Regions from separate parts of the Mus musculus genome. Here all the other regions are linked to region 5. Evidence: chromatin contacts called from public ChIA-PET, Hi-C, HiChIP or PLAC-seq and Micro-C data. All regions are on one chromosome and are shown on one strand. The core of a region is the stretch at or near the end of the contact, and the rest is flanking DNA. Distances in the headings are between cores, read along the strand shown. Region 1 holds the start of Phospho1 (phosphatase, orphan 1). Region 2 holds the start of Pdk2 (pyruvate dehydrogenase kinase, isoenzyme 2). Region 3 holds the start of Zfp652 (zinc finger protein 652). Region 4 holds the start of Dlx3 (distal-less homeobox 3). Region 5 holds the start of Spop (speckle-type BTB/POZ protein). Region 6 holds the start of 4833417C18Rik (RIKEN cDNA 4833417C18 gene).

Region 1 (3,157 bases), core at 507-3,006, 410 kb after region 5:
CATCTACAGAGCGAGGTCTTAGACAGCCAGAGCTCCACAGAGAAACCCTGCCCTTTTGGAAGACAACAACAAAGGCAAACATGGTCTCTGCCCTCAATTTACTTAAAAAAGAGTAAAAGTGACAAGGGAGAGGCGCAGTATGAGGTCATGGGTAAGCAAACTGGGTTGGAACTCCAACGCTACGGTTCATCAACTGGATAGCCCAAGCAAGCTGGGTTAGCTCTTCCCAGTTCGATTTCTTCAGAGCCTCAGTGGCATCATTTTGGAAGGAGAACAAGGATGGGAGCATGGATCCAGACATTCAAATCTTTCCAGCCATCTACCCACTCCCCTCAAGTACACCTAGGGCTGGTTTAAGAAAGGGCATAGTGGCACACATGCCTTTAATCCCAGCGCTCAGAAGGTAGAGGCAGGAACTCGGGAGTAGACCGTCATTCTGGACTATACAGCAAGGCCCATTACTAGCCTGGGCGACAGGAAACTGTCTCAAAGGGGGGGGGGGTCTGGGGGGCATTGGAGGGCCGAGAACAGATACAACACAGATGATGAAGGCTGTGTGAGCCTGTCTTTGAGAAGGGTGTGGAGATGAAACTGCTTCTTTAAGAGGAGGGATTGCAGGGTGTGGGGACTCGGGCCTTTAATCCATCAAATTGGACATGGAAGCAGGAGATTTAGGAGCTCAGGGTCGGGCCTAGAATAGGTAGCAACAAATTATAAGAGACCCACCCTCCCACCCCGACTCAAGATAAAAGGCCCAGGGCCTGAGCACCGCTAGGTAGAGCTAGGTAGAATAAACACCGGTAGCCCTTGGACTTCAGGAAAGAGGTGAAGGGGCGCTGGCGTGTTAGAGAGGGAGCAGGGGCAATGGAGACGTCGCCCTCAAAGATTTGGGCGGGTGGTCCATCGTATCGGCAACTTTTCTGCCAATCTGCCTTCTGCTGGTGGAAGCACGGAGCTCTGGTATTCAAAGCTAGAGGATGATAGGAGAGTTGAAGGTAGACCCAGGCCAGGGTGCACCTCCTCACCCACAGATCCTGTTCTGTGACTGAAGTGAGGTGTCCTTGTGTTCGAACTCTTGGACAAGTCTTTTCTCCTGGGTTCGTCGCACCGGTTCAGAAAGTGCAGGTTTCACCTCCTCTCTTTTAATCGTAATCTAGTGTTCTGAGGGGTGGGAAGGAAGGGAAAGCTCGCCAGAGAGGAAGAGCGGGAACTTGGGAGAAAGCGGGTTTTATTTGCACCACAGTGCTCAAGTGTCGGTTCTCCAACTCCGAGTTTAGGCGGTGCTGGATTGGGAGAGCTTTTCCATCGGCAAGCCCGAGTACCCGGTAATTTGGGGACAGGGTTCCGAGGACTCGGCAGGATGCCGCGACTCCTCCCGGAAGGGCAGAGGGCGAGCTCGGAGCACATGGAGGGAGGGCTGCTTGGCGGGCCGGTCACCCGGCTGTCCCGCGACAAGGAGGGAAGCCGGGCGGTGGAAGGGCTGCCTGCAGAGTCCTGGCGCCGAGCCCAGCAGGAGGCGGGCAGTGTGACACTGACTCACGCACGTGCCCACGCGCACGCAGAGGGTGCCCCGCACCCACGCTCCTCGGACGGGACGCGCCACGCTCCACCCGTCCCGCCCGCCCAGTCTCACGGCCGCTCGCGCGGCCTCCGGGACAGCCCGGAGGCGTGGCTCCCGGGCAGCCCGCCCCTTTGATGTGCGCCGGCGCCACGGTGATTGGCTGGGCGCTTGTGACGTGCGGGGACTGCGGTGGGCCCGGGTGCTGCGGCTGCCGCAGCGCCCGCCGCGGCTCGGGCTCTGGCTCCCCGGCATTTAAAGGGGACGCGGCGGCGGCCCCGAGGATGGGGGGCAGGTGGAAGGGACGGAGCAGAAGCACATCATCCACAGTCCCTCGGGGCTGGAGGGATTCGTGAGCCGGAGCTCAGAAATCCGGGGGTGGATAAGACCGCGTACCCCCCAAATCCCGTAAGCACCCCTTGCTCCATCCTGTCCCTAAATCCCTTAAGTAGCCCCCTTCCCACTACTTCCACTCCAAACTCAGCTGGGACAGACAGCGTGACCGCTGCTGCCCCGCATGAGTCTTGGGCTCCGGGAGGACCGCGATCTAAATGTTGGGGTGGGGGCTGTGTGTAGTTTGAGTGTGTTTCATGTGCTTGGTGGTGGGGTAGTCCCAGGGGCAGAGAACTGAACCCCCTCCTTTCCCAGGTTAATGGTACCCAGTGTCCCTTCATCTCCGGGGACTGTCATAGCTCCCCGCCACCCACAAGTCCTTCCTTCTCCCCGAGCTACGCACCCCCCGCCCGCATTAGAGCGAAGCGCCCGCCAGCTGGGGGTGTGCCAGAGTGCCTGCTTTCCAGTCACCTCTAAAAATATCTCTCCTGCTACCCCACCGGCAGCTGCCATCTCCCTGCCCCTACCCAGTAAGAATCACCTCTGCTTGTCCACCCCAGGCAGGGGACCCCAGAGGTGACGCCTAGTCCCAGATTCCTCACTGGCACCGGGGCGCAGACTAGCTAGGACAGGGAACATACAGAGCCTCCGGAGTTCAGGTAATTTCTTCAAGAGGCAGTAGAGATCCCTGAGTTTTAATCCTATTTCTGATGCTGTGTGATGTAAGCTGGACCTCTCTGCACCCCCTCCCTTGCCCATTACGGGTTAATGAACAAGAAAGGAGTTTGTGAAGTTGCGAGTGTTGGGGGCAGGAATCCTAGCTTAATTGTCAGATCTAATTTCTAGTGATGGGCATACTTATTCTTGAAGCAGAGAGGGCTTGACAGTTTTTAAGTGCTCACCCCCACTCTCAGTCTGCATGTTTCTTGTGGAAAACTCCCCAAACTTTCCTATGGGCTCTACCCTCTCCCCCATTAGGAGAATTTCAAGCTTAGACTTAAGTTAGTGCACACACACACACACACACACACACACCCCTACCCCGACTTCCCACAGATCTAACCTAAAAGTATTTGTATCAAAGGAGCAGGCAGGGGCTGTGATAGGGAATCAGGGCTGCAAACATTGATCTTAGATGAGACTAGAAAAGGACTTCCCTCAGCCCCCAAAAGTTTGCCTCCTGGCTGCTCTAGCATGTGGGAGAAACTCAAAGGTCCTGTCCTGTTCTCCACGGGGACTCTGGTGGTCACACAGAATTTTTTGTTG
Region 2 (3,352 bases), core at 649-3,148, 370 kb before region 5:
CGCAGGCATTGCTGGATCCTGAGGATGACAGAGGGGTCGGTCAATCAATAGCTGCAAACCATGGGGACAGTCACCCATGTGGAAACTGGGCAGGCTGAAATGACCATGGGACCTATCTGTGGCACACAGCAAGGTAGCCCTCCTAGCCTTGCGATGCTTGAGTTTTCCCCAGACATCCTACCACGTGGATGTCAATTTAGGAACAGAGTGTATCACCCACTGACCCTCAGTGAAAACCCTGTTTGTTAACCAGGGAAACAAGATGTTCCCGGGGCTGACTCTGAACTGTTCTGGCGTGATTCACCTCACTTTCCTTTCCATCTCTCTAGGTGGGCACTCATCACAGGGGGCTAGCCCAGGGTGCAGAGGCACCTAAGAAATCCTTTTCTCCATGGGGTGCTAGGACTAGGTTCCCAGGACTGTAGGAACTCAGCATTATCCCTGAGGCAGGCCATCTCATCTAGGCTGAGGAGACAGATGAATGCCAATGTAGAATTGGCCATGTTAATGACCATCTGTGAGGCAAATGGGGACCTTGGTCCAGGGTCAAGATTAACAGGCAGTAGAGGAATGAGCTGTGTCAGCTAGAGACAGGAGACCTAGGATCAACAGCAGGCGATGCTTCTGTAACTTACTGTATATCATCAGCAGTTTTCCCCAGATAGGTGGACCGAACTACGGCCAAGTCCCTTCTAGCTGTGGCATTCATTTGGCGGGGACTTGGAGTGGGCCCTGGAGGATTTCCTACACAAGCAAAGCTCACAACTCCAACTGAACAGGGAGTAACAAGGCATATCCTGGAAAACAGGTGCCCAAGTCCTGTCGGCCATCTTCCTGTCCTCCTGCCTGTGACACAGCCAACTCTTGAGAGACCTGGGTCCACTCCCTACACCAGCTGGCACCAGGGAATACCTTGCAGACAGATGGGGGCCACACAACGTCTCCATCCTCCACTCCGCAAAGCTTTCTCCTGCCCCAAAGCCACCTCCACCCTCAGAACACCGAGTGGGTGATCTTCAGAAACCCAGGGGTAGCCATAGGAGGGTGAAAGCCACCTGACTACCTCATGGTAAGTTGGGCTCTGCCCAGCTAGGAACCGCTGCCAGGTCAGAACAGATTTGATCTTCAAGTGTCCTTGCCCAGTGGGCAGCTGCAGTGGGTGGAGGCTCACCAGTCAGGGGAGTTCCCCTGTTAGCACCTCCTACTTCAAGGGGCCCCCTTCCCACCTGCCCTGGCTTTTCTCCCTTGCTCTGTTCAGAAGTACCCCGCCCTTCGTGCACAGCACAGGTCTTCCAGATGGCTGAATCTCCTTAGCACTCCAACAGCACGTCTCCTGTTTACTCTTGGCTGCCCACTCTCAGTGGCCGGGATCTCCCACTAACTCTATCATGTCTGGATAGGGTCCTATGCCCTCACTGTCTCTTACTCTCCACGATCCCTCGCAACGCTTTCTCCGCGCCCCCATTCTTAGTTAACTGTGAAGGGGGCACTCTTAACTCTTTGTGGGCAGCCAGGTTGGCCTCGCCGTTTACCCATTCCTGTCCATACTCTTCCAAGCCAACCCTCCTACCACCCAGGACCTCTTCCTCCGATGTTAACCTCTCATTGCCAGGGTCTCCTTCCCCGCGCCCACAGCCCCCGGTGCCCGCCTACGCCGACTCCGTACCGAAGTCTAGAAACTGCTTCATGGACAACGGGGACGGGGAGAACTTGCTGAAGTGCTCGATGTACTTGGGTGCCCCTGCCAGGGACGCATTCTTCAACAGCGCCCGGACCCAGCGCATGGCGACGGCGCCTGCGGCTCGGGCTTGGATCTCGCTGCTGTCCCGGGGCTGGAGGCGCTGGCACCGGCCGTCAGCTCGGCCCAGCTTAGCCGGGAGACGGGCTTCGGCCGCCTCCTCCCTACCCTTGCCCTGGCGATGCCTCCAACGCCTAGCCAATCGGCTTGTCCCGGCGCCCCGACGTCGCCAATGGGCGCGCACAAACAACTCTGGGAGAACCAATAGCCTTGCGCTTCGACACGTGGCTCTCCTCGAGGCCCACCTCCTTAACCGTGAAGGTGCTGGAGACGGCCTGTTGTTTTCCTGGGCTGTGCTCAAGTCCCGCCTCCTGTCGCCAACTACACTTCTTGGGGGCCAGCCCCGAGTTAACCCTTTCTTCCCCAGAGTCCCGCTAACCCTTCGTTTGACGTTCTACTTTCCCTGGTTCTTTCCCCTGTCTCCTTCTTTAAAACCTCCCTTCCCTGCCCTGTCCCTTTCCTAAAGGCACCTGTTTGACCTGACAACCTGCTTACCTGCTCTGCTATAGGGGCTCACAGTGGTTTCTCACTCCTATGATGGACCCAGAATGAACACTTGCAAAATCCGAAACCAGTATGCGAGCTTATACTAAGCTATCCTATATGCGTGCAACCCGCTGACTTCCATAAATATCCAAAAAGCCCAAGAAAAGGTCTCTCTCTCTCTCTCTCTCTCTCTTTCGAAAAAGATCCGATATCAGGGTGGGAATGTAGCTCAGAAGGCATGGCACTTGCTCAGTATGCATGAAGCCCTGTATTGATCTCTGGTACTTGGAAAACAACAACAAAAACAGCCAGAGCCAAACCCCCTTAGGACTGGCAGAGGCGGGAGCAGGAGCTATGGTCAGTGCTAATTTTAGTTAAGTTCCATTTTATTATTACCTCGCTCATTTGACTGAGCATAAAACCTTGCGCGTCTTGCACAACCACCTAAGAAGGTAACCTTCTGTGCACCTAACCCGAGACGAGCAACTGTCTGTGCCGCTGGCTTCCTTATTGCGAGTCCCCAGGAGCTAAGGCATCTTAGTGGTTAGCGGCTTGGGAGCCCAGCCCAGTCTTCCTAGCAGTTCCCTGCCTCTTCCCTGAGAAATGTCATGCGCCCTCTTTTGGTAAAACTTGGTATGTGCCCCACTCTCTGGGCCTTCCTAGGTTCATTACTATTGATTATCCAGTGGTTTCCCGGCCTTTACTATGGCCCTGTGAAGCACAGACAGGATTGAGGTTTGGCCTTTAGGAAGTCCTGGTGCTCCTCTTGGAGGCTGAGGCAGGAGGAGATCTGTCCAAGGCCCACCTGAGGCAGTGTGAGTTTAAGTCCAGCCTGGGTAATTTAGTAAGATCTTTTCTCCAAAAGGTAGAGAAGGTGGGTTTGAGCTGGTAGTAACTCAGTAATAGAGTGTTTTCCTAGAATATGCAAGACTATGGGTTTGATCCTCAACCCCCCCACCCCACACACACACACACTGCAAGTTATAACAGTTTAACTGTAGCCAACACAAAACAAGAGTTCACCTTGGAAAGCGTAATGCTGTGGGCCAGGCACTGCTTGCTGGATTA
Region 3 (2,902 bases), core at 126-2,625, 330 kb after region 5:
TGGTCTCTTTATGAGCCTCGTTGGTTACATGTTCTCTTCCCTAACAGTGTATTCGCTTTATGTAGAGCAGCTCAGCAGGGTCTGAGTGACTCCTGTTACCTGTTAAAGTTACATAGCAGTTCAGCGTCAAGTGTACTGAACAGTTTCTTACTAAGGTTATTTCGTAGCAAGATTTCACTCACTTCAGCCGAGTAGAACCAATATATTAAGAAAAAGCCATATCATTCATCCCAGGCCTCGGGGGGCAGAGGTAGGCAGAACTCTGTGAGACCAGGTGGCCTCGTCTGTACAACAAGTTCCAGGACAGCCCGGCTACATAGTGAGACCCTCATCTCAGGAGGAAGAAGGGGGAAAGTTAAGCTTTGCTTATTTTAATTAATTAAAAATTAGCCCCAAAGTTTTGCAGTAGGTACTAAGTAGATGCTGAATAATAAAAATGTCTCTGGTGCCCATCACATGACAGACATTCAGTAAATACTGTTTTCCTTCCTTTTGTCAACTCGACTATACAGGTCCTCCATTGTCATTTGTATGACTCAGCTGCAGGGTAGCTGGCAAAATAGCAGTATAAGCATGCTGCAAGCAGATTGTATGCCCGTCATTGTTTTTTCATGGATGGTTTTAGTTTTCTTAGAACCGTGCCGACCTGGTGGTGACTGATTCTCAGAATTTTGACTTCTCTGCAACTGACACATGAAAAGTCACCCAGTTGTAGCATGGCTGTGCACCAAGTGTCAACCGCCTCAGCGGTGCTCCCATAGCTGAGGCAAGTTATGGTGACGGTTCATTTATAATTATTAAAGGCCAGGTCGGTTTCCTTGTGTGGTTGTGCCAGTTAGCTGCTCTAGTTCTGTGGCCTGCAGTGCCCATGTGGCTGCCCTTGTGTGTGGGTTCTCACTCTGGTAGATGTGGTGGCTGATGCTGAAGGAAACTGCCAGTATGACTCCCTTGAGTGTTTCATGGCCTTTTGTATCATGAGACTGATACCAGCAGACCCTGCAGCATCCAGTGTGGCAGACATCATGTGGTAGTAGGTATTTCTTCATCAAACACATGCTGTCTGCTTTAAAGATAGTTTGGTGAATTTGACAGATATGGCTCTTGGTATGATAGAATTTACATTCTAACTGAAATTGGGGACTCATACAAGCCTGTAAAATAATATCCATTTCAAACCATTTGAGGAGAATAATGAATCAAAGTGTATGGAATGTAATGATTTTAAATTTTGTGTGTTGTGAGGAATTCCATGGCCTAAGAAGAATATGGTGATATAATTTTTTCCCTCATTTTTTTTTCTCTTTATAGACAAGATGCTCCAAGTCCCCTGCAGTTCTCTTCGAAAGAAGACGAGGAGTGCTCTGCGCCTGCCGTAAGAACAGCCCTTTTTGACTTAAGGTGGCGGTGGTGCTGTGACACAGGAAGAACTGCATGCAGGCTGCAGGAGTTTCTTATTCTCACTTCTTGAGTAGTTAGTTCTCCGTGGAGGGAGAAAGATTTGAGTCTTAATTGCCCTGTTTTCAAGGTGTTCTGTGTCGTCTGAACTGGGCCACTTCCTAATGAGCTACACAGCCAGTCCTTGTCCGGAGCTGGTTGAACCCTGTGCAGTGCATGCAGAAGGAATGGCCCAGGAAGAGAGCCATCGAAGTCAGGCGCCACCCACCTTCTACCATGGTGCCAGCCAGGAGCTCGACCTGTCCACCAAAGTGTATAAAAGGGAGTCTGGAAGCCCTTACTCTGTGCTAGCAGACACCAAGATGAGCAAACCACATCTCCACGAGACGGAGGAGCAGCCATATTTCAGGGAGCCAAGGGCAGTGTCTGATGTGCATACTGTCAAGGAAGACCGGGAGAATTCTGATGACACGGAAGAGGAGGAGGAAGTCTCTTACAAAAGGGAGCAGATCATAGTGGAGGTAAACCTTAATAACCAAACATTAAATGTCTCTAAAGGGGAAAAGGGTGTCTCTTCCCAGTCCAAAGAGACGCCTGTCCTTAAGACAAGCAGTGAGGAAGACGAGGAAGAGACTGAGGAGGAGGCCACAGATAACAGCAGTGACTACGGAGAGAACGGACGGCAGAAGAAAAAGGAGAAGCAAGTGGAGAGAGTCAGGGTTACACAGAGGCGAACCCGGAGAGCGGCCTCTGCTGCCGCAGCTACCACTTCCCCTGCACCCCGCACAACTCGAGGCCGTAGGAAAAGTGCAGAGCTACCCAAGAGGAAGAAGCGGGCCACCAAGGAGGCTAAAGCGCCAGTTCAGAAAGCTAAGTGTGAAGAGAAAGAGACTCTGACCTGTGAGAAGTGCCCCAGGGTGTTTAATACTCGCTGGTACCTGGAGAAGCACATGAACGTTACTCACAGGCGCATGCAGATCTGTGATAAATGTGGCAAGAAGTTTGTCCTGGAAAGTGAGCTGTCCCTTCACCAGCAAACAGACTGTGAAAAAAACATTCAGGTAGGTCTCACCAGCGGAGGGCAAAGTTTCCAGGCTAGGACCTGGCTGTTCAGAGTCATCTGGTGTCTGCCCAAGAGGATAGAGGCTGAAGGGACAGATTTCACCAATTATCACTTTAGACTCTGCTGCTTGGGTCTTTTCAAAACCAAGGCTTAATCCTGTCTTTCAAAAGCATTACACTTAACTGACGATGGATTAGTGAGAACCAGGTGCACTGGAAGGGGGATTGGTTATAGATGACTGACTGGGATGTAAAGTCAGCGCCGACTTTGCACTGAGAGTCTCTGTTGTGGGACCTGTGAGATAATTCATTCTGGCATCTTCTGTCACGGTGGGAGGTTTGCCGAGTGAGGGCCAGGAGTAGAGAAAGGTCCTTTCCAATTAGAAGGATGTCAGAGTCTAGTGCAGCTGATGGGGACAGAGACCATGACTCAGACCTGTGGAAA
Region 4 (3,359 bases), core at 358-2,857, 290 kb before region 5:
TCCCCGACCTAGGTCCTCTGCCCAGCCAACTCTACGTTTTTCCAGGTTCAGCATCCTGTGTCTGAGTTTAACATCGAAACATTTGACTGCGGCCCCTAAACAATCTAAGCAGAATGAGACCCCTTTCCTGTCTGCCTGCTTACCTCCTCCTTAATGCAGCCTTAAGGCAAGTTGCAGAACTCCGGAAAACCACGAGGTGGTGCGCTGGCACTGTGTCCTGGCTAGGCAAAGGCAGGGGAAATAGAAGGTTCGAGGTGTGTAGGGAAGGCCTGGGGATGGAGGGGGAAATAAGAATTAAAATTGGGAGAAGCCTCCTTCCTCCAAGGATAGGTTTGGGAGCAGAAGTGGAGATGCAATAGAGAAATGAGATTGGCACCCAGAACAGTAAATATTACCCGGGAACTGGACTTTGAGAGCCAGACAAGACTAGGGGGGTTGGAGATTGCTCCAAGGTGAGAAACATCTTCATTGGGGCCTCCATGGACAGAAGAAATTGAGTGAAGTACATGGCTCCTGTCTATTGGAGATAGATGGATCTGAGCATGTATCTATGCACATTTGGGCATACCCAGCTCACAGGTCGGTCATTCAGGACCCTACACTTCCACTGCCTCACACTACATACAGAGACACACTCTCATGCACACAGGTTCTCACGGGCACTCTTGCACACACTGTATTTTGTGTATTTTGCGGAAGATGTAACATAGATCTTTCACCCCTAACAAAGTCTGTGCTCCTAAGAGCTGTCCCAGACTGAGTGGACCCTGCCTCCAGACTTCCTGAAGAACACAGAAAGCCAGCCTCATAGGGACTGACTGCCTCGTGGCTCTTCCATTCATGAAAGGGCACACATATAGCTGGGGGTACCTCTGTCTTCTAAAGCAGCCCCTAAATCCATACAGCCTTGCTCCAGTAGGGACTTGCAGGCCCAAGGTGTTCTTGCTTGGTGAGACTCTTCCTTCAGAATTTAAAATTTTATATTTCACATCTGCAGTGTCATTAAGATAACATATTAAGCCAGGGCCATACGGAGAAACCCTGTCTCGAAAAAAAACAACAAAAAACAAAACAAAACAAAACAAAAATATAATATATTTATATAGTCCAACCTTTTTTTCCAATTTTAAAAGTGATCAAAATATTTTCATGGACCCTGGGTCTTTGCCACTTTCTGTCTGTCATTTGCATAGACCACACATACATCATTAAGGACCACCTCCTTCCACAAACACCCAATGGGTAAATTCCCCTCCTTCCTCATCTCACCTAAGCCCACCCCTGGCCACTAAAACAGACCGATTAGTAGATCCTGGGGGCTCCGCACAGCCAACCCCTCCGCACATTTGGGGGATTTATCGGAGGTAGAGCATAGGAGGAACACAGTGGCGCTGGGGGGAGTGTGTGTGTGTGTGTGTGTGTGTGTGTGTGTGTGTGTGTGTGTATTAGGGGTAACAACAAAGAGGGTTGAGAGGGTTGGGGGAGCCAGTGAGAAAGCGCGAGCGTGTTTTGCCTCGAAGGCAAGACTTGCAGCCAATCAGCGCGCAGGAGCCTCCCTCGGCGACTCCAACATTGAGTCTATAACCGGCTGGCCGGGCGGAGCTGGCAGCATTTGACTGTGGCTTGGGACGCGGAGAGAGGCACGCAGCGACTGACCGACAGCCGGCGATGGTCTAAGCGCCCCTCGGCCACCCCCTCCCCCAGACGCGACCGCGTCCTGCCCTCGCCCTCTGGACACACACCCCCACCTGGGCTCCTCCGCCCGTTCGGCGCTCCTCGGAGGAGGCCCGGGGTGTTGCGGCGCTCGCCAGCATGAGCGGCTCCTTCGATCGCAAGCTCAGCAGCATCCTCACCGACATCTCCAGCTCGCTCAGCTGCCATGCGGGCTCCAAGGACTCGCCCACCCTGCCCGAATCTACAGTCACTGACCTGGGCTATTACAGCGCTCCTCAGCATGACTACTACTCGGGCCAGCCCTACGGCCAGACGGTGAACCCCTACACCTACCACCACCAGTTCAATCTCAATGGGCTCGCAGGCACCGGCGCTTACTCGCCCAAGTCGGAATATACCTACGGGGGATCCTATAGGCAGTACGGAGCGTACCGGGAGCAGCCTTTGCCTGCCCAGGACCCAGGTGAGGATGCCCGGGTTGTGGAGAGGGTGCGAGGGACTCTAAGGTTCCCAAGCAAGAGGAAGTCTGGGAATAGGAGCTGAAATCTAGGGAAACTCGAGGTTAAGAAATGGAAGCGTTGGAGATTAGAGGAGACCGGGTTAGATGACCTCCAGAGGGGTGAACGACACTCCGAAGAGGCGCGCACTGTGCGCCGCGGTCTCTTGGAGATTCCAGGGCAGCTGGAGCCACCGGGAGCTCCTTCTGAGTGATCATGGGGGCCTTCAATGCTGCCATCCCGCTGGCACTTGAGCCGGAGACGAAAGACGGTCGCCGAGAGCTGGAGGGGAGTCAGCGAGGACTGGAGGTTCCAGGGCCCTTCTTTTGGATGCCGTCAGGGGAAACCCGGAGTAGTGAAAGGCTTGTGGAGAAAGACCCAAAGAAGTCCCAGAAATGGAGGAGAGACTGGGAAGTAGAGATGCGGAGAGAGAAGTGGGGACGGCGAGAAAGAAATGTGGGGGGGGCGGTAAGATAAAGCGCACAGCAGAAAGCAACAGAGGAAATGAAGAAAGGGCGGGGAGGAAAGAAAGAAAAAGGAGGAAAGAAGAGGGAAGGAAGAAAAAGAAAACAGAGAGAAAGGGAAAAGAGACAGAGAAAACGCTTGTACTGTCCTTGCAAATTTTTTCCTGAAACAAATGATCCTGAACTAGAAAGCGTATTAAAAGGAGATGGGGAGGAGGGGGGACAAGAAGTGGGAGACGCCACCGCGGCTAGGTGGGTCACCAGAGAAGAGTGGCTGAGCCGGGAAGGCGTCGTGAGCGAGCCGCGCGGTCCTCGCCCAGTCGGTTGCTGGCGCCGGAGTCGGCGCTCCGAGGCCCCGGGTGCCGAGCTGGGAGCGCCGCGTCGTGGGCGGCCGCCGGTCCGGCTGGGTCGCTGCGGTTCCTCCCCGGGCGCGGGCGGCACTACGCTCCTCCAAGAAGTCCCGGGGAGATCAGTGGGCCGGAGGGTGCGGCGTCCGACGGTGGGAAATCTTGGAGAACGCGGTGGTCGCAGGCTGAGACTAAACTGGTGTTTTTCCCCTACAGTGTCGGTGAAAGAGGAGCCGGAAGCCGAGGTTCGCATGGTGAACGGCAAGCCCAAAAAGGTCCGAAAGCCGCGAACGATCTACTCCAGCTATCAGCTGGCTGCCCTGCAGCGCCGTTTCCAGAAAGCCCAGTATCTGGCCTTGCCTGAGCGCGCCGAGCTA
Region 5 (3,006 bases), core at 282-2,781:
AAAAAAAAACCAATAAGAGCAATTTCATCTAGAATCTAGGTTGTGTAAGGCCCCAAGGGTTTGGAAGGTTTTGCTTATAATTCCTAGGATATTTCATATGGGGATTACGGGGTCTGCTTCTATACTTGAAAGTGGAAAGCCTCCCGGCACTGTCGGGGTTCTTTCCAAACCCAGTGGCTTGGTTCCTGGGCTGCCAGCCTTCCCTGCTGAACAGGCTCACCAGCCACTGGGTGCCAAGGAGCATGTGGCAAGAGATAGGAGCAGAGTCTCCTGGAGACTGTCCCAAGGCCTGGAAAGCAGTAGGGTGCCAGGAAGCAGCTCTCAATTAGGCTGCAACCCTGTTACCTCATGACCCACAGGGTCACTGGGTTGATCTCTCAGAGCTAGGTGTGTGCTTGATATGTGTATGCAAGAGGCAGTCTGCTTTTGCTTTTGAGAGCTTGATTCAGTAATAAAATATTTTCTTTTAAGTTTAAGGTAATCGAAGAATGTAACACAAAGATGACTGTTTTCTTCCAGGGCCAAGATGCTCTGAGACAATTCTACCCAACTCCAGAATCACTTTTGGTCCATGGGAGCTAAGACATGAGACAGACTGGGGACCCGGATGGCTTAGCCAAGGAATTGTCACAGAATCAGCTTCCTCTCCATTGGGTCTCTCTCTCTCTCTCTCTCTCTCTCTCTCTCTCTCTCTCTCTCTCTCACACACACACACACACACACACACACCCCTTCTGCCTTTCCCAGAAAGAACAGCTCTTTGGTTATTGTTGTCAAATGCTAATTTATTTAGTTTTCAAGACGCGGTATCACCTTGTAATTCTAGCTGACTGTGAACTCAGTAAGTAGACCAAGCTGGCCTTAAATTCACAGAGCTTCTCCTGCCTCTGCCTCCCGAGTTCTGGGGTTAAAGGTGTGCCTCACAGTACTCTAGCAAAGTACCTTATAAATGTTAGCATTTGCAGGCTAGGCTTATTGGACATGGATCTCTATGAATTTAAGGCCAGCCTGTCAACAAAGAGAGTGCTAGGTCAACCAATCCTATAGAGCAAGACCCTATTTCAAAAAATAAAACAAACTAAAACACATGTTAAAAGTTCTTTAAAAAGTATTTTAGCTGAGAGTTGCCTAAAAAAGAAAGTAAGAGCTAAGTCATCGGTAATCCACAAACTGCACAACTAGGTTTCAGTTGCGAAATGCCTGTTGCTGCTCCACCCACCCGGTCCCTGGATCTCAGCTTCCTTCCTCCATTCTGGCCTCGCACCTCAGCGCGAACTTCTGCGCGCTGCACGCGACCCCCTCCGAGTTCCCGCCTCTTTCCACTCTGGCTCCGCCTTCCGCCCAAATTCCCGGGCCCTGGCACCACCTCGCGACGCTTGCGCACTAGGGAAGGTAGGCGGAGTCTTAAAAGAGGAGGAGCTGGAGAGTCTTGAGCGGGACGGGGTGGGGCGGGGCAGGACGGGGCGGGGCGAGGCGGGGTGGGGCGGGGCGGGAAGCTGGGGGGAGGAGGCCGCGCGGGGTGGGGCCCGGCGGGTACGCGCTCGCTGCGTCGACGTGCTGACGACAGGACGCCCAGGCCGGTGTGTGTCGGTGTGTATGTGTGTGTGTGTGTGTGTGTATGTGTGTGTGTGTGTGTGTGTGTGGTGTGTGTGTGTGTGGTGTGTGTGTGTGTGTGGTGTGTGTGTGTGTATGTGTGTATGTGTGTGTGTGTATGTGTGTGTATGTGTTTGTATGTGTGTGCGCGCTCCAAGAGTGTATTTGTGTATCGGCGGTCCCGCAGGTCCCGGATGTTGCGGGCAGTATGAGGCGAGCGCAGGGGGACAGGGACCAGCAGCTGTCGCCGCCGTTCTCAGGTGAGTGTGTGTATGTGTGTGTCAAGAGTCGAAGAAGGGGTTGGCCTGTTGGGGTGCGGGGTTTTTCCTTGAGAAGTGACTAAACCCTCCCCCACAACACACACTTTTCCTAATGTACTATTCTCTGCCCCATTTCCTATGTTGGTTTCCTGGCCCGAGGAAGCCAGAGCCTAGTCAGCCGTCCGTTCTTCCTACCTCAAGCATTCTGGAAACACAAACGCGCCCCCTGCCTCCTGCCTCCCTCACCATCATATCCCCAACCCCATCCCCCTTGCCAAATAGTGAGCTGTCGCCTGCGGCGAGATGGGGAACTGCGCATGCTCGAATGTGAAGGAGCTCCGGGTGCCTGGTCGCTGCTTCAGGACGCATGCGCATTGCTGTTTTGCAGGGACCTGCGGGATAAAGAGCCCCTTGACCACGAGCCCGCCTTCTTCGCTAGACTTGCCACCCAATAGTGAGCTTGTCGCTCCGATCCGAGAGGGAGAATTTAAATTATGCGAGGGATTTAAGGACAAAGCACTATTTGCATCTGGTGTTGCCCTAGAGACTCCCAGGCTACCAACGCCTCCTAGAGCCAACGTGTCCCACGCTGACCCTTCTTTTTGAAACTTAACTGCTACTTCTACTTCTAGTATTACTTCCCTTTCCACCACTCCCGTCGTCATGCTGAAACCTTACTACAAACTTCCCCTAAGTTTAGGAGTAAGTCCAACTCGTTATTCTGGCAGGGGATTTTGATAGTCTTGTTAAAAAGGATTTGTTAAAAGGTCCATTAAAAAAGAAACTAAGGTGGGAATTTCTCTTTAGTAAAATTCTGAGTTGCCTTTACAGAGTAGCTAAGGAAGGGATAAGTGCCACACACAGACTTGAGGTAACAACAAAACAGAAATCAAGCTGTCAATCAGTAGCTTCATTTCAGCCCTTTTACTTAGTGGGACCTTTTTGGTTCATTGTGTGTGTGTGTGTAAGTTCTTCCATAGCGTTTCAGTTTAGTTATACATTTAGTTGTACAGTTTAGTTGTACATTCTGTGACAATATGGAAACAGGGGTAATCAGAAACAATTGAACAACTTGTCCAGAAGTATTAGTTTCAAATAATTTGAGCACTAATTCTTTCATATTGGCAAGTTCCAAAAAATTAAAATGAGGAAC
Region 6 (2,918 bases), core at 10-2,509, 440 kb after region 5:
CATGCAAGCTCTTTACCTGCTGAGCTATGCCCCTAGCACAGGTTTTGCTATTTTTCGGCAGGCAGTTTTCTTACAGGCTTTGAGAATTTATTTAGATTTATTTGCTATTTATGCATTACACATGCATATCCCTAGTCTGTGGCTTACCTTTTCTCTTAGTATGCCAGGCCCTGAGTGCCTTGCAGTTCACCATTGAGCAACAGGCCCAGATATTTTCACTCTTCTGATGGTACTTGGAGTAGCACAGTCCTCGTCTGTGCGTTTTATTCGGGCTTTGTTTAAACTGAGGTGTAGGCATTCCCCTATGTCGTCAGCCAAGCTCACCGCTTCTGTCACTTTCAGGTCAACAATTCTCTTGGGACTTTCTGCTGTGTTTAGTGTTAACAAGAATCCGATTTCATATTCTTTCCCTATAAGCAAGCACACAGCAGGATGTCAAGTAGGTCCTTTCCCCTAACTCTGTTGTGCTACCTTTTATTATTATTTAAATTTGTGACACCTTTGTTATTATAAACTATGCATAAAGGTGAGGCTGCATCTTGCTTCCCTATTCTGTTCCATCGGTATGTTTATCCATCCAGACATTATCTTAATTTCTTTAATGTACAGTTAACAAGCATCTTTATTTTCTGGTAGCGCAAGTGTGCCTCCTCTCACGTCTTGATCTTTTTGAGGTTGCGATGGTTCATTCAAACTGATCCATTCAGATGTTTTAAAGAGTGCGTGGGTTGTGTCTGCAAGAGGCATGCTTAGAGAATTAATCGGAGAGTCGGGAGAGGCTCCTTTTGGTTTCCATGGCATCCTCCCAAGGGTGAGAACCTATAGCCACCGTGCCAATCACTCTGTAGGGAGACCATAATGCGTCAGCAGGCTCCCTCGTCATTTATCCCACAGGGACGAACACAAATCCCAGATCTTAATCCAAAGAAGATACAATACTCCCTGTACATATTTTCCACCCGCGGCGCGATGCAGCTAAAGAAATCCTTAGCGATTCCTGCCCTTCTCTCGGAGAAACACCTCATGGACGGTGAGAAACTGTACTGATCGCCTGCCAGCCTGACTAAGTGACTGTTGTCTAATTGAAACACAACCTCGCTGGGTGAGCAATGCAGAACCAAAACACGGGTTTATGACCCCTAAACGCACAAGCCTCGGGGAATCGCTCTCTTGTACCCAATCAGAGGTCCCCTGGCACCACTTACCCGCCCCCCGGCCCCGTCCGGCCACTTCATTCGCGGCTCACAAAGCAATCCTACCGCGCGTTCTGCACAGCAGCCAATCAGAGGGTAGGGGGCGGGGACTCCGAGGCGCGGTGTGTGCAGCGGTACTCAGACAGGAAAGCCTCGGGATCCTTCGGGTTCTTTCGTTTTCCCTCCTGGGTAAAGTTATGTTCAGTCTTCCATCAACTCGTTTATTTTTCCGCCCGACTCGGCGCGCGTGCGCAGTGCCTCCCAGCCCAGGCTGTTCCTGAAATGTAATCGTGTTGAGACACAGGGAGGGAAGCTGAACGTCCATTCTACAGGTCAGTGCATTCCCTGCGGAGGCTCGGGTTGGTTGCTACTTCCTGCAGGCCCCAAAACAGGGATTCTAAGGCCAAAAAAAGGTTCAGTGAGGTCCCACCGAGATTTGAACTCGGATCGCTGGATTCAAAGTCCAGAGTGCTAACCATTACACCATGGGACCTGCTGGCGGCTTAAGGCGCCCGGCAGCCTTCTCAAGCCACATGACGTTGGGCAACCTTTTCTAAGCTTCGCTACACTTGGCTTGGGCCCGTGGCCGGTGGCCGCGATGGCGGGCAGACACGGAACCACCGAGATTCTCATGTCCTTACGAATTCCAAACGTTCATGGGCCCCGAGGTGTCTGTCACCTCTTCCGGTGATCCTCCAAGGGTCCCGGCTCTTGACCCCAAGTCTCGAGGGCGGCTGGTCGTCCGATCGGACCAAGTCCGGAGAAAGCCGGCTCCGGTCCCGGACTCCGGGCAGGAGGTTCGGCGCACGCAGCCTGGGCTTTCTACTTGTTTTCTGCGTTTATATCAGGAGGGCTGTGGCTAGGACGCTTTGGCCCAGCGGGGAAGGACGCGGACTGGCACGTGGTGGCACAGCCGTTCAAACCCCGGACGAAACCTGGGGTACAGACGGGGATGCTGGAGAGTGCGCCGCACGTGGATGCCGCAGCCCCTGCTCCGCGCTATGCAAATTATCTGTAGGGAGATTGGCGCTTCCAATTCAGCACTTCCCCCCGCGCTTCAAAAGGCCGGACTACCGAAACTTCTAGTGTGCCGATCCTTAGAAAAACCCAGTCAGAATTTTAACAACAGACACCCACCATTCAACACACCACGCGCACACACACACATATCCCGCAAAACAACAACAAAATCCCCACTTCTGCACTGTCTAGTCTTTCATTTTCCCTAAATGTGTTTCTGCAGGTCAGTCAACACTTTGACTCAGCAGTTCACCTTCGGAGCATTACCCTAGTGGACATCCATCTGTGCCTCGAGGCTGCTTCAAGGATGCTCTGGACTATGTATTGTTTATTATAATATAGTGAGGCTTGGCCCCATAATGATGGCTATTGTATAAGTCCTCTACAAGAGTTTAAGAAATAACCTGTGTGCGAGGCTCAGATAAGCACTAGGGACACCAGGAATGTTAACTACACAGGAATGTCTGTTTAGTGAGAGAGATGTATGACGTGTCTTCTGCCCAGAAGGCTGGGAGCAGATGTGGGTAATGGCCTGTGACCTGAGACTGATAGGCTGAGATCTCACCAGTTCCTCCCTGGACTCTTATCGGTGAGCATGTTTTTCTCAGTCTATAGAAACTATCTTTCTGGAAGATGTCACATGTACTTTACAAAGAGTTCCAGTGCAGTGGTGTCCTAAGCTGTGCTGTGCACAGGTGATTGGGT

Evidence for each region. A called contact is a pair of places that touch in the nucleus more often than the background predicts. ChIA-PET counts read pairs in DNA pulled down with a chosen protein or histone mark. HiChIP or PLAC-seq counts read pairs in DNA pulled down with a chosen protein or histone mark.
Region 1: a FOXA1 HiChIP or PLAC-seq map of pancreatic cancer cells shows a contact between it and region 5. The contact joins the promoter of Phospho1 here to the promoter of Spop in region 5. A contact is called at or near these places in 1 of 39 promoter capture datasets (pre-B cells), 4 of 484 Hi-C or Micro-C datasets (the C10 cell line, embryonic stem cells, liver and 1 more), 4 of 115 datasets of contacts at active chromatin or transcription factors (the 230-238 cell line, effector CD8 T cells, memory CD8 T cells and 1 more) and 1 of 9 other capture datasets (pancreatic islet).
Region 2: a contact with region 5 is called in a Hi-C map of liver, with 2.5 times the contacts expected there. The contact joins the promoter of Pdk2 here to the promoter of Spop in region 5. A contact is called at or near these places in 4 of 39 promoter capture datasets (erythroid cells, hippocampal neurons, liver and 1 more), 1 of 484 Hi-C or Micro-C datasets (liver) and 1 of 9 other capture datasets (adipose tissue).
Region 3: a contact with region 5 is called in an RNA polymerase II ChIA-PET map of effector CD8 T cells, with 13 read pairs. The contact joins the promoter of Zfp652 here to the promoter of Spop in region 5. A contact is called at or near these places in 2 of 115 datasets of contacts at active chromatin or transcription factors (effector CD8 T cells and memory CD8 T cells).
Region 4: a Micro-C map of embryonic stem cells shows a contact between it and region 5, with 2.5 times the contacts expected there. The contact joins the promoter of Dlx3 here to the promoter of Spop in region 5. A contact is called at or near these places in 3 of 484 Hi-C or Micro-C datasets (the G1E-ER4 cell line, LSK cells and embryonic stem cells), 2 of 115 datasets of contacts at active chromatin or transcription factors (embryonic hindbrain and pancreatic cancer cells) and 1 of 9 other capture datasets (adipose tissue).
Region 6: a contact with region 5 is called in a FOXA1 HiChIP or PLAC-seq map of pancreatic cancer cells. The contact joins the promoter of 4833417C18Rik here to the promoter of Spop in region 5. A contact is called at or near these places in 1 of 39 promoter capture datasets (pre-B cells), 2 of 484 Hi-C or Micro-C datasets (embryonic stem cells and pre-B cells) and 1 of 115 datasets of contacts at active chromatin or transcription factors (pancreatic cancer cells).

Annotation. Positions count from the first base shown.
Region 1 is chr11:95,822,744-95,825,900 of GRCm38.p6, forward strand. Phospho1 (phosphatase, orphan 1) reads left to right here and starts at 1,757. Exons shown (of 3, transcript NM_153104.3): 1 at 1,757-1,966. It overlaps Gm38958 (predicted gene, 38958), which reads right to left and starts at 1,668. Exons shown (of 1, transcript NR_164195.1): 1 at 1,212-1,668.
Region 2 is chr11:95,039,473-95,042,824 of GRCm38.p6, forward strand. It overlaps Pdk2 (pyruvate dehydrogenase kinase, isoenzyme 2), which reads right to left and starts at 1,899. Exons shown (of 11, transcript NM_133667.2): 1 at 1,667-1,899; 2 at 1-18. The coding sequence starts at 1,784.
Region 3 is chr11:95,747,692-95,750,593 of GRCm38.p6, forward strand. Zfp652 (zinc finger protein 652) reads left to right here and starts at 1,376. Exons shown (of 5, transcript NM_201609.2): 1 at 1,376-2,456. The coding sequence starts at 1,560.
Region 4 is chr11:95,118,510-95,121,868 of GRCm38.p6, forward strand. Dlx3 (distal-less homeobox 3) reads left to right here and starts at 1,608. Exons shown (of 3, transcript NM_010055.4): 1 at 1,608-2,137; 2 at 3,199-3,359. The coding sequence starts at 1,813.
Region 5 is chr11:95,412,552-95,415,557 of GRCm38.p6, forward strand. It overlaps Spop (speckle-type BTB/POZ protein), which reads left to right and starts at 1,532. Exons shown (of 10, transcript NM_001359107.1): 1 at 1,532-1,853.
Region 6 is chr11:95,857,558-95,860,475 of GRCm38.p6, forward strand. It overlaps 4833417C18Rik (RIKEN cDNA 4833417C18 gene), which reads left to right and starts at 1,260. Exons shown (of 2, transcript NR_045187.1): 1 at 1,260-1,525; 2 at 2,437-2,918. It overlaps Gm38959 (a long non-coding RNA gene), which reads right to left and starts at 894. Exons shown (of 3, transcript XR_880173.3): 1 at 148-894. n-TQttg6 (a tRNA gene) reads right to left here and starts at 1,686; the gene lies at 1,615-1,686.